2 separate regions of the Zea mays genome follow, and region 2 is linked to region 1. A link is a contact called in public Hi-C data. All regions are on one chromosome and are shown on one strand. The core of a region is the stretch at or near the end of the contact, and the rest is flanking DNA. Distances in the headings are between cores, read along the strand shown. Region 1 holds the start of LOC100278121. Region 2 holds the start of LOC100193441.

Evidence for each region. A called contact is a pair of places that touch in the nucleus more often than the background predicts.
Region 2: a contact with region 1 is called in a Hi-C map of ear, with 5 times the contacts expected there. The contact joins the promoter of LOC100193441 here to the promoter of LOC100278121 in region 1. A contact is called at or near these places in 6 of 25 Hi-C or Micro-C datasets (bundle sheath, ear, endosperm and 2 more) and 1 of 3 datasets of contacts at active chromatin or transcription factors (leaf).

The regions. Positions count from the first base shown.
Region 1 is chr6:44,308,348-44,313,278 of Zm-B73-REFERENCE-NAM-5.0, forward strand. It overlaps LOC100278121, which reads left to right and starts at 2,199. Exons shown (of 2, transcript NM_001363950.1): 1 at 2,199-2,489. The coding sequence starts at 2,311. The coding sequence ends at 2,481.
Region 2 is chr6:44,620,716-44,625,646 of Zm-B73-REFERENCE-NAM-5.0, forward strand. LOC100193441 reads left to right here and starts at 2,459. Exons shown (of 2, transcript NM_001138560.1): 1 at 2,459-2,725; 2 at 3,930-4,931. The coding sequence starts at 4,026. The coding sequence ends at 4,598. LOC118472177 (a long non-coding RNA gene) reads left to right here and starts at 574. Exons shown (of 3, transcript XR_004850118.1): 1 at 574-629; 2 at 840-919; 3 at 1,018-1,910.

The DNA.
Region 1 (4,931 bases), core at 949-3,448:
GACCATAATTAGGGGTACCCCCAAGACTCCTAAAACTCGGCTGGTAAACACAATCAGCACAAAGCTGCAAAGGCCTGATGGGCGCAATTCAGGTCAAAGGCTCCGTCCACTAAAGAGACACGATCTCGTCTCGCTCGAGTCCAGCCTCGGGCAGGAACAGTAGACCAAGGCAGATTCACGTCTCGCCCGAGGGCATCCTCAAGTAACGGGCGCACCTTCGACTCGCCCGAGGCCCAGCTCGGGCAGGCTTCACAGTGAAGCAACCTTGGCCAGATCGCCACGCCAACTGACCGCATCACAGGAGCATTCAATACAAGGATCACCTGACACCTTATCCTGGCGCGCGCTCCTCAGTCGACAAGGCCGAAGTGACCGCAGTCCCTTCGCCCCTCCACTGACTGACCTGACAGGAAAACAGCGCCGCCTGCACTGCTCCGACTGCTGTGCCACCCGCTAGGGTGAGGCTGACAGCAGCCAAGTCCAGCCTCGGGCGCCATAGGAAGCTCCGCCTCGCCCGACCCCAGGGCTCGGACTCAACCTCGACCCCGGAAGACGGTCTCCGCCTCGCCCGACCCCAGGGCTCGGACTCAACCTCGACCTCGGACGACGGTCTCCGCCTCGCCCGACCCTAGGGCTCGGACTCAACCTCGACCTCGGACGACGGTTTCCGCCTCGCCCGACCCTAGGGCTCGGACTCAGCCTCGACCCTAGATGACGGTCTCCGCCTCTCCCGACCCCAGGGCTCGGACTCAACCTCGACCTCGGACGACGGTCTCCGCCTCGCCCGACCCCAGGGCTCAGACTCAACCTCGACCTCGGACGACGGTCTCCGCCTCGCCCGACCCCAGGGCTCGGACTCAGCCTCGACCTCGGAGGAGCCTCCGCCTCGCCCGACCTTGGGCTTGGGCCGATCACGTCGCAGGGGGGTACATCATTACCCTACCCCTAGCTAGCTCAGGCTACGAGGAACAAGACCGGCGTCCCATCTGGCTCGCCCCGGTAAAACAAGTAATGATGACACCCCGCGTGCTCCATGACGATGGCGGTTCTCAGCCCCCTATGGAAGCAAGGAGACATCAGCAAGGTCCCAATAGCCCCGACAGCTGTGCTTCTACAGGGTTTAAGCGCTCCTCCGACGGCCACGACATCACATGAACAGGGCACCAACACCTCTCCAACAGCCACGTCGGCATGTACATAGGACTCTGACTCCTCTCTGCCAGACACGTTAGCACACTGCTACATCCCCATTGTACATCTGGGCCCTCTCCTTATGTCTATAAAAGGAAGGTCTAGGGCCCTCGTACGAGAAGGTAGCCTCGTGGGAGGACGGGCTGACGAACAGGCTCTCTCTCTCCCTCGCGAACGCTTGTAACCCCCTACTGCAAGCGCATCCGCCCTGGGCGCAGGACAACACGAGCCGCGGTTCCCCTTATTGCTTTTCCCCCTTGTGTTCCGTCTCGCGCCGACCCATCTAGGCTGGGACACGCAGCGACAATTTACTCGTCGGTCCAGGGACCCCCCGGGGTCGAAACGCCGACAATACGGTTTGTGATGGTCGTCAAACACCAAAATCGATTATACGAAATGGTTAAGCTTATTTCTCTTTCATTTATTCAAATATAACTATTATTTATTTCTAAACATTGAGATATATGTGATCTGGTGGTTAACCCCAAAATTTTGAAACACCAATAGTATCACCGGGTGCCCACATTAGATTTTTAATAGAGTAGTATAGATTTCAGTAATTCTTATAGATGCGCAAAAAATGCATGAATAGTATAAAATTAAATGATATAATATTAGCTTATACTATAAATATTATAGTCATCATATAATAAACTATGGTTTTAATAAATTATAAAAATAAAACACAAATAGGTAGATAGGCATGTACCATCTCGTTTTATGAATATTTATAATTTTTTCCGTTGCAACGCATTTACACATTGAGCAGTGCTATACGACCCGTACGAAAACAAAACAGACACTTCTACATTCGTCGAGGAGCTCGATCCAAATGGGCCGTTATCGAAACAGAAAAAGAATGCGCTTCTGTTTCCGGCCCAACAATCCATAGGATCGAGCCTGACACTCACCATGGCCCATTCAAATCCTAACCCTAGGTGGGTGCAGTGCAGGTCGTCGCAGCGCCGCTACGAGGGGGAGGGGATCGAACTCGAAGGAGAATTTCCATTCGACCCCATCCACTTCTCACCTCAATCTCGCGAGAAGCGAAGCCGGAGGAGGAGGGTGCGAGGAGATCGCGAGCAGCCGGAGCCGGAGCCGGAGCCGGAGGCCTAGTAGATGAAGACGTTCGATCCGTGGCCGGTCTTCTTCCGCCGGGAGTGGAAGCGCAATTGGCCCTTCCTCACGGGGTTCGCCATCACCGGCTTCATCATCACTAAGATGACGGCCAACTTCACCGAGGAGGACCTCAAGAACTCCAAGTTCGTCCAGGAGCACAAGAAGCGCTGACCAACCAGGTGAACCCCCCGATCAAGTCCGCTTCTAGATCTCGGCCGCCCTGGTTGACGCTTGTGTGCGATGCCCCTGCGCTAGGGGATGGGCGCAATGTTTCGGCGATCTGTTCCGGTGATGGGTGTCACTGGCGCTAGTGTTGCCACGCGGTTCATTTTTTCCCTTTAGACTACCCTTAGCTAGCCTGTATCGATCATAGTTCATAATACCTTCCGTTGATGCCATTGCTGTTAGAATTTGCCGATTGGAGTAGCACGGATGTTTCAGATAGATTTCCATCATCGAGATTTTTGCAATTTTGGCACTCTAATTGGGCTTCAGACTATTGGCATCGCGAAGACGACAATTGCTTTGCTGGCATTATAATCACACGCCCTTTGAACATTTCGCATCTCATAGTGCTGACTGCTGATCGTCATTTGTTGTTGTGTTCTACCCATTCTGCCCCTCGTTTTCTCCGTCTTCAAGTTTCGTTCACCATGCATGGGAGCTCACCCCAGGACAGAGACAAACATAAGATAAGACCTTCTGCTCGTGCAGTGGCGGATCTAGGATTGATCCAAGAGGTGGGCTACCAGGCTACTAATATATAGCTCAAAATAAATCGATATGAATTCTAAAAATACAATAATCAATACATACCGTTCGTGAGTCGTTCGTGAGTTGATGTTGTGAGGTAAATCTATCTTCTGAGTTCTTAAGTCTTAAAAATGCTTCAAATTCTTTTCATCTTTAATATCTACAAAGATATCCCCACAAACATAAAAATTTAATTTTTCTCAAATAACCTACTAAACTAACAAACAGGGACTCTCCCTCTAGCAAATAAATAATCAAATCAAACTACCAATACTTAGCAACTAGCAAACGGTTCAAATCAAAGCAGCTAGCACATGACACAACAGTATAGCACGGTTCACTTTTCAGTTTTCAGTTTTCACATTCACAGCTCCCTCGGTCAGAGCAGCAAAAGCAAGCGGAGGCGTGGAGCTGGCTAGCTGTTGATGGGAGGCCGATGCGGTGCCGAACTGCTGGACTGTCGAAGCCACCGACGGGAGGCCGACGCAGGAGCTAGCGAGCTGTTGATGCGGTGCTGAACTTCCAGAACCGTTGTGTCGCGCCCGCGAGGTCGCGATGGCGCGCACGAGCGTGCCCGCGATGGAGCGTCGCCGCACCGAGCGCCGGTGATGGAGAGCCTTGTCGTGGCGGCGATGGAGACCTTTGTCGTGGCGGCCGGGGGGCTGAGCGAGCGAGCGATGCCACGATGGAGCTGTGGATGACCTATTTTTTGTTGGACTTTGTGGGCCTGTTCGCTGAAGTTACTGGACTGCGACCGGGGCTGCAGCCCGGGCAGCCCTGGACGCAGATCCGCCCCTGTGCTCGTGTGCCCAGGCAGCGGAAATACCAACCTTGGCGCCGGTGCCAACCAACGCTCGCTGCCCATCGCTGAGCCGTCTCATTGGCCGTGACCCTCAGGCAGTGTAACCTATATGCGAAACATAACCAGTACCTGGTGAGCCGTCTCGTCTATCGTGGCAAAACTGGGGTGCTCAGCGACCGATCGGCCTTCAAGTACGGGTGGCACTAGTTCCACATCGATCCGCGAGGGCGGCGGCTGCTATGATGACAACCACGAAGAGTGGGAGCAGGAGTAGGAGGACGAAGAGTGGGAGCAGCGACTGCCATGATTGTCGACGCCTGCTTCTGGATTGGATTGTTCATCGTCTTAATCTGTCAGTAAGACGATCTCTGTTCTGAAATAGTCCGGTGTAATATATGCTGCTGCCTGGTGGGTTTGCAAGGTTTGTAATCAGATGAACAGCGTCCAAGATAAAGTTAGCAGCTCGTTCTTGATGTGCAGGAATCAAAATTGCTGTCACTGTCCCATGTGGCTGTGCTGTTGAACCGGTGGGCGGCAGCACGTCATCTCGCCTTGCAGCTGATCCCGGTCTAGCTAAGCAAGAATGGAATGTGTTTGATCTTGAGTTCTTGACGTCAGTAACTGGGGCATGTGAGTAAACACATCACATAGATAACTGGAGGGTTGCAGCTCCCATATGCATTGTATAGCAGTTAGGCTAACTAAGCCATGTAGCAATTAGCAACATATGTTCAAAGAAGGAGAAGGCACGCGGACGGAGGCACGCAACATTGCAGCAAGGGCAGGGAATGTGTGCATGGATAGAGGCAACTGCAACGACAGCTTGCATCCCTTGATTCCACAAGCTGACCTCTCAGTCACTCAGTTCTCACTCACTCATTCCATTCACAGGCTCCGGGGCAGCGCTTGGACCAGAGTGCATGGTGATTGGAGCTCGAAAACGGAGAAAGCGAGGGGTGTGATAGGTCGAACACAACAACAAATGACAATTAGCACTGGAGGATGCCAAGTATTCAAAGGGTGCATTATTATAATGCCAACAGAGCAATTACTGTCTTCATGATGC
Region 2 (4,931 bases), core at 1,209-3,708, 310 kb after region 1:
TATTTTCTGTTTTTGTTTTCCTTTTTTTATTTCCAAATCTAAAACTTGAATTCAGATTTCTCCACAAGATTTGTGCTCAAGTTAATCATTCAATTTGAATATATCAATGTGGGGTCCATTTATTTATTTATGGATTTATTTTGGTGTCTCATAATATTTATTTCTTCTTTTCTATTTAAACCCCAAATTCAAATCTAGGGTTTAATCTAAATCTTCTACTCATTATAATATATATATATATATTATCCATGTTACTATTGTTTTAAATGCACAAACAAACAAAAATCCAATGTGATGCAATAGTTTATTTGTGTCTTATTAAGGTTTTACTTTTTTTACATGAGTAGTCACATGTGATGATAAATAGAGATGCACACACATATATAAAGGGAAACAATTGCTCCTTTTATTCTTCCTTACAATTTGGGTATTACAACCTAACACCTTGGAATCGTGTATACTGATAGATTTGCATGTTCTTATCATGTAGCATTGCAAGTAACTAACATGACCATCTTACAATTCACTCCCATGTTTGTCCGTTGGATTGATATTCAGATGCTGCTGCTTTGTTTTCAAGACTCGGTTCAGCTGCTGATAAGTGCAATGCCATCAATAGCCAATGCAAGGTAATCTTTTTTTCTAACTAATAACTGAAATTGCTTATATATTATTCAAAAACTACATGTGTATTAATGAATTGATCATTTTAAAAATTAGCGCATTATATTTGTATCTTTCAGCTTTATCTGTGATCATGTCTTGAAAACAAAATTGCTTAGTCATTTATGTCTTGAACACAAAACTTGTCTGATTCAAAATTTGTTTCTGGCATTCAGGCCTATCTCAGTGCGATCATCATCTATCTTTACACACATGATTTTCAGCAAGCTCAAAAATGCTACAATGACTGCTTAGAGTAAGTTGTACATTGGTGGATTTTGTATAACAATATTTGTGCCATGTGCTATTTTGCCCCCATCAAACCATGAAGAGTAAAGTAAAGTCGTTTAATAGGGTTCAAGCCTTCCTCAATAGCGACCAGAATCGATGTGCAATGAAGCTATTGTCTGCTTATGAGGAAGATGATGCTAAAGAAATCAAACGCATTGCTCAATCAAGTGCCTTCAATCACCTTGACCATGTGGCAAAATCTCAGGTTGGAGAAAAAATCATGGTTAAAGTAGTGTTCATTTCAATCTCCATGTTGTCTGCGTAAGTGTACAACATTTCTGGTATCCACCCCATCCTCATCACACGCAAGTTCATACGTCCCTAATTACATAAATACTATTTTTTGAATGTCAGCTTCAATTTAAATGCAGAGAATGATAGGTCGAAGTAATATCTTTGTGATAATCTGGTTCCAGTTAATGAATTTGTAAGATCTCATATTTGTAGTTTCTAAAAGTTTTGTTCAGCAATCTCTGGTCCTTGCATGAAAAGTGAATTAGCATCAAGTTTTGATCAGTTTTGTGTTTCTCTTACAATGTTTGGAATTGTGATTCTAAAATATAGAGCTTGGGCCCTTGGCAAATAATAGTTTGGTAAGTGCGCAGTCTACAACTTAGCCTTATACTTCTGATTTTGTTTGCATATTGTTTCCGAAATGGGAAAAGAAAGGCCAAAGGTTATCTAATGCAGCAGCCTTATACGAGTCATTCAAAGCTTAGGAAGAAGACTCCAGGAGCAGCTTTAAGAAACAAGAAAGAAATTATCAGTGTCGTGTGCCAGTCATCAGACAACTTTTTTGACCGCCAACTCCAAGCGATCTGACAGATTATTGTATAATTGCGCCGTTGGAATTGTGTCTATGGTCTGTAGCCTGTTCGGCGTGACTCAAAATATAAACCTTTGGATATACATGCAACAGTCTTCAAGCTGTTATGTAGTAGTTCAATTGTTTTGTTCATTATGGCTTATCAAAACAAGATCTAAATTTTATCTGTTATTAAACTTCAGAACATGTGTATATATAGTTGTTTTGGCTAAACATTATCACCATGATTTTATTATACTTCTTTATACTGCTGAGATTGTGCATTTTGCCCGAATTTCAGATAAAACTTCTTGTAGATAACTGTTCTAATCTTGTGAGGATGCTAATATTTATATTTAACATTGTCATTATTTTTAATTTGATGAAAGTGCGTTCTATTTTTATGTTTGCAAGGTATGTAAACATTTCCTTTAGTGATATTAACAAAAATATAGAATAACAATTAGTGTTTTTGTATATCAATACATTTTTATCATATCAATTTCATAGTAACGCACAGACCTATACCTAGTAAATATATATGTTAGCTGGCTCTCTCGTAAGGTTATGATATAAATGGAGCGGATCTGCCCCGCGGGCCGCTGGGGCATGGCCGGGTCGTGGCCCATATAGCGGTATTTGGTTTGGGCCAGGATATTCACATTCGCGTTTGGGGAGCTGGCGAGACCGTGAGGGCGAGGCTGCGCCTGCGCGCGAGCGAGCGGTGGCCGAGGGGCTGTGCGGCGGCGGGCAGCCGGCTGGGGCACTCGCGTAGGTGCATGTAGTACTCGCGCAGCGGCTCAGGCACGCACGGGGCTTGCTTTGGCGGTGCTGCTGCTAGGCGCTCGACGCCGGCGGCTCGTCACCTCGGCGGTGCGCTGGTGCTGGCGTGCTGCTGCTAGGCGCTAGCAGGGGCGCGAGGGTGCTGTGTTGCTGCTCGGCGCCTTAGAGATTGAAGTGACTCAGGTGAGGAACAGAGGATTAAGGTGAGGACTTTGTTTTGTATTGTACATTTGACACATTATGTTTTGTATCGTGTATATTTGTAGTTTTGCCATATTGAAATCGGCCCGGGGCGCTATTAAATCCTAGATCGGCCATAGGGCTTCTTACGCCGTTGTTGATGCTAAGGCGATGCTCTATGGCCAGTGGCTAGGCGAGGCCTGTTGCATCTTGCTCGTGTAAGCAAGCTGTTTGATGTAATACCTCAACGCATCTTCCTATTTGAACTGCATTCAGTTTCTTGCGTACCTGATGCCAGAGTTCATCAAGGGAACTTTGATGATCTTATCTTGCTTGCTAGTTTCATAGCACAAATGGATTTTCAGGCTTTAGATTCCTGCCAGTTTACATGCTCAAATTATTGTACTAAAGGCTGTAGCCATTTTGCTGTGCTCTTGTATTAGCACAATTATCCTTAAAAGATTGTTTTCTCTCCTCCCCCCTCAATCCTGCATTGTTTTGGTAACATGGTGCTACTCCGTTCACAGGTCAGACTAGCTAACATCAGAATGCCTCCTCCTGACCTCCTCCATCTCATCCACCTTCAGCTGCTCTATTTCTGCATTGTTGACGTGAGAGTTGGTCGACAGACTCTGATGCATTTGCCTTGCTATCATTATAGTTGTAGGTATGCAATGCAGACCTGTGGCGGGTCACATATAAAGAAGCAATGTTTTCCTCAATCCAAATATTTTTAGTTCATGTATTCTAAAACATGCCTTAAAATTCGGTACAACTGTTCATAATGGAAGCTGATACTCAGATACACAAGGGTGCTCCCCCCGATTTACTAATAACATAGAAAATACATGTAGTTCTTTCTGCGTCTGACAAGCACAGCTAAAGTTACATATAAACTAGGGACACATCTAATGCTTGGATGGAATTTCTGAGAAGATAGCATGAATCCGAGATATTCATATAGCAGCCAAAGTAACTTTTGAGGACAAATGTGCTTTCTTCCCAAAGGTGAACTTAGCAGTCAGAGCAGCAGCCTGTGGGCTGTTCCAAGGCCATGCATCGTTCAAGCAAGCAGATCATTAGCTAGTTTTGCTGTCATTTTACAGTTTTCGGTTGGCATTATTTTCTTCTCTATTTTATCAGCAGCTTCATCCTGACCTGGGTGCAAAGGGTTTAGTCGCTGGCATACTCACTGATGACATTTTAGTTGCTCCTTTGTTGTCGACAGATTAATTCAGCACGGTGCCCCCTACTAACTTGCTATCAGATCCAAGTCGCTGCAGAAGGGAGCAAACAAAGGGAGATGAAGCTCAGAGTCGTGTGCAGGAAGCTGTATGACTATGTGCGGTATGACCTCAAGGAGATAGCCTTCCCGTCGTCACTGCCGGACCCTCCTCACATCAAGAAGCGGCCCAAGCTCTCATGGCATGAACGCTGGTGCATCCTCAAGGAGGCCACCCGGCTGTACGGCGCGTCATGGGTCCGGGACATCGGCCCTGAGCTGAGGCCCAACGACTACAAGAAGGCAGCCGAGGACGTGGAGGAGCAGTCGTCCAATGGCAGCCACCCCAGCTCTGGTAGTGACAGGAAGGGGAAGGCGAGCAGCGAGCCAACTGTGCTGGAGGACCTCGCTGTCGCCGCTAGGGGTGGCGCAGAGACGCTGAAGCCTGCCCTGCGGCGGATTTACATGGCCCGCGCGTCCACGTACACCGACGCGATGAAGAATTTCGTGGAGACGTACCAGGAGGGGCTCAAGGACCAGCTGCAGGAGAAGGCTCATGGCGGAGAAGGTGGTGGTGGTGGTGGTCGTTATCATCATCAGGAGCAGAAGGAACATGGCAATGAGGATGAGGCATCAAAGCCACCTCCGCCATGACATCATGGTTGTGTTCTGCCAGTGATGGCATCAAGTAGTACTTATTTCAGTTCATCCACCCAAAGTAGAACAAGATGGTTTTGGCTAGCACTGTAGAGTGCAGACCCTGTTGGCACTGCAGTAGGAGTGCTTGAGAAGGATCACCAATTTTGCCCGGTTTATATTTCTACCAAATCTCAATCCGGGTCCTGCCGAACTACTTTACTTGTAAACTTTGGCTGGTGTTGCCTATAATGATGTGTGATCCTCGTTACTCTCCAGCCTGTTCCTACTTGCTGATTGCAATGTGTTTTGCTTGCGCTTCTCTCTCTTTTATCTGTCTTTTGTGTATGT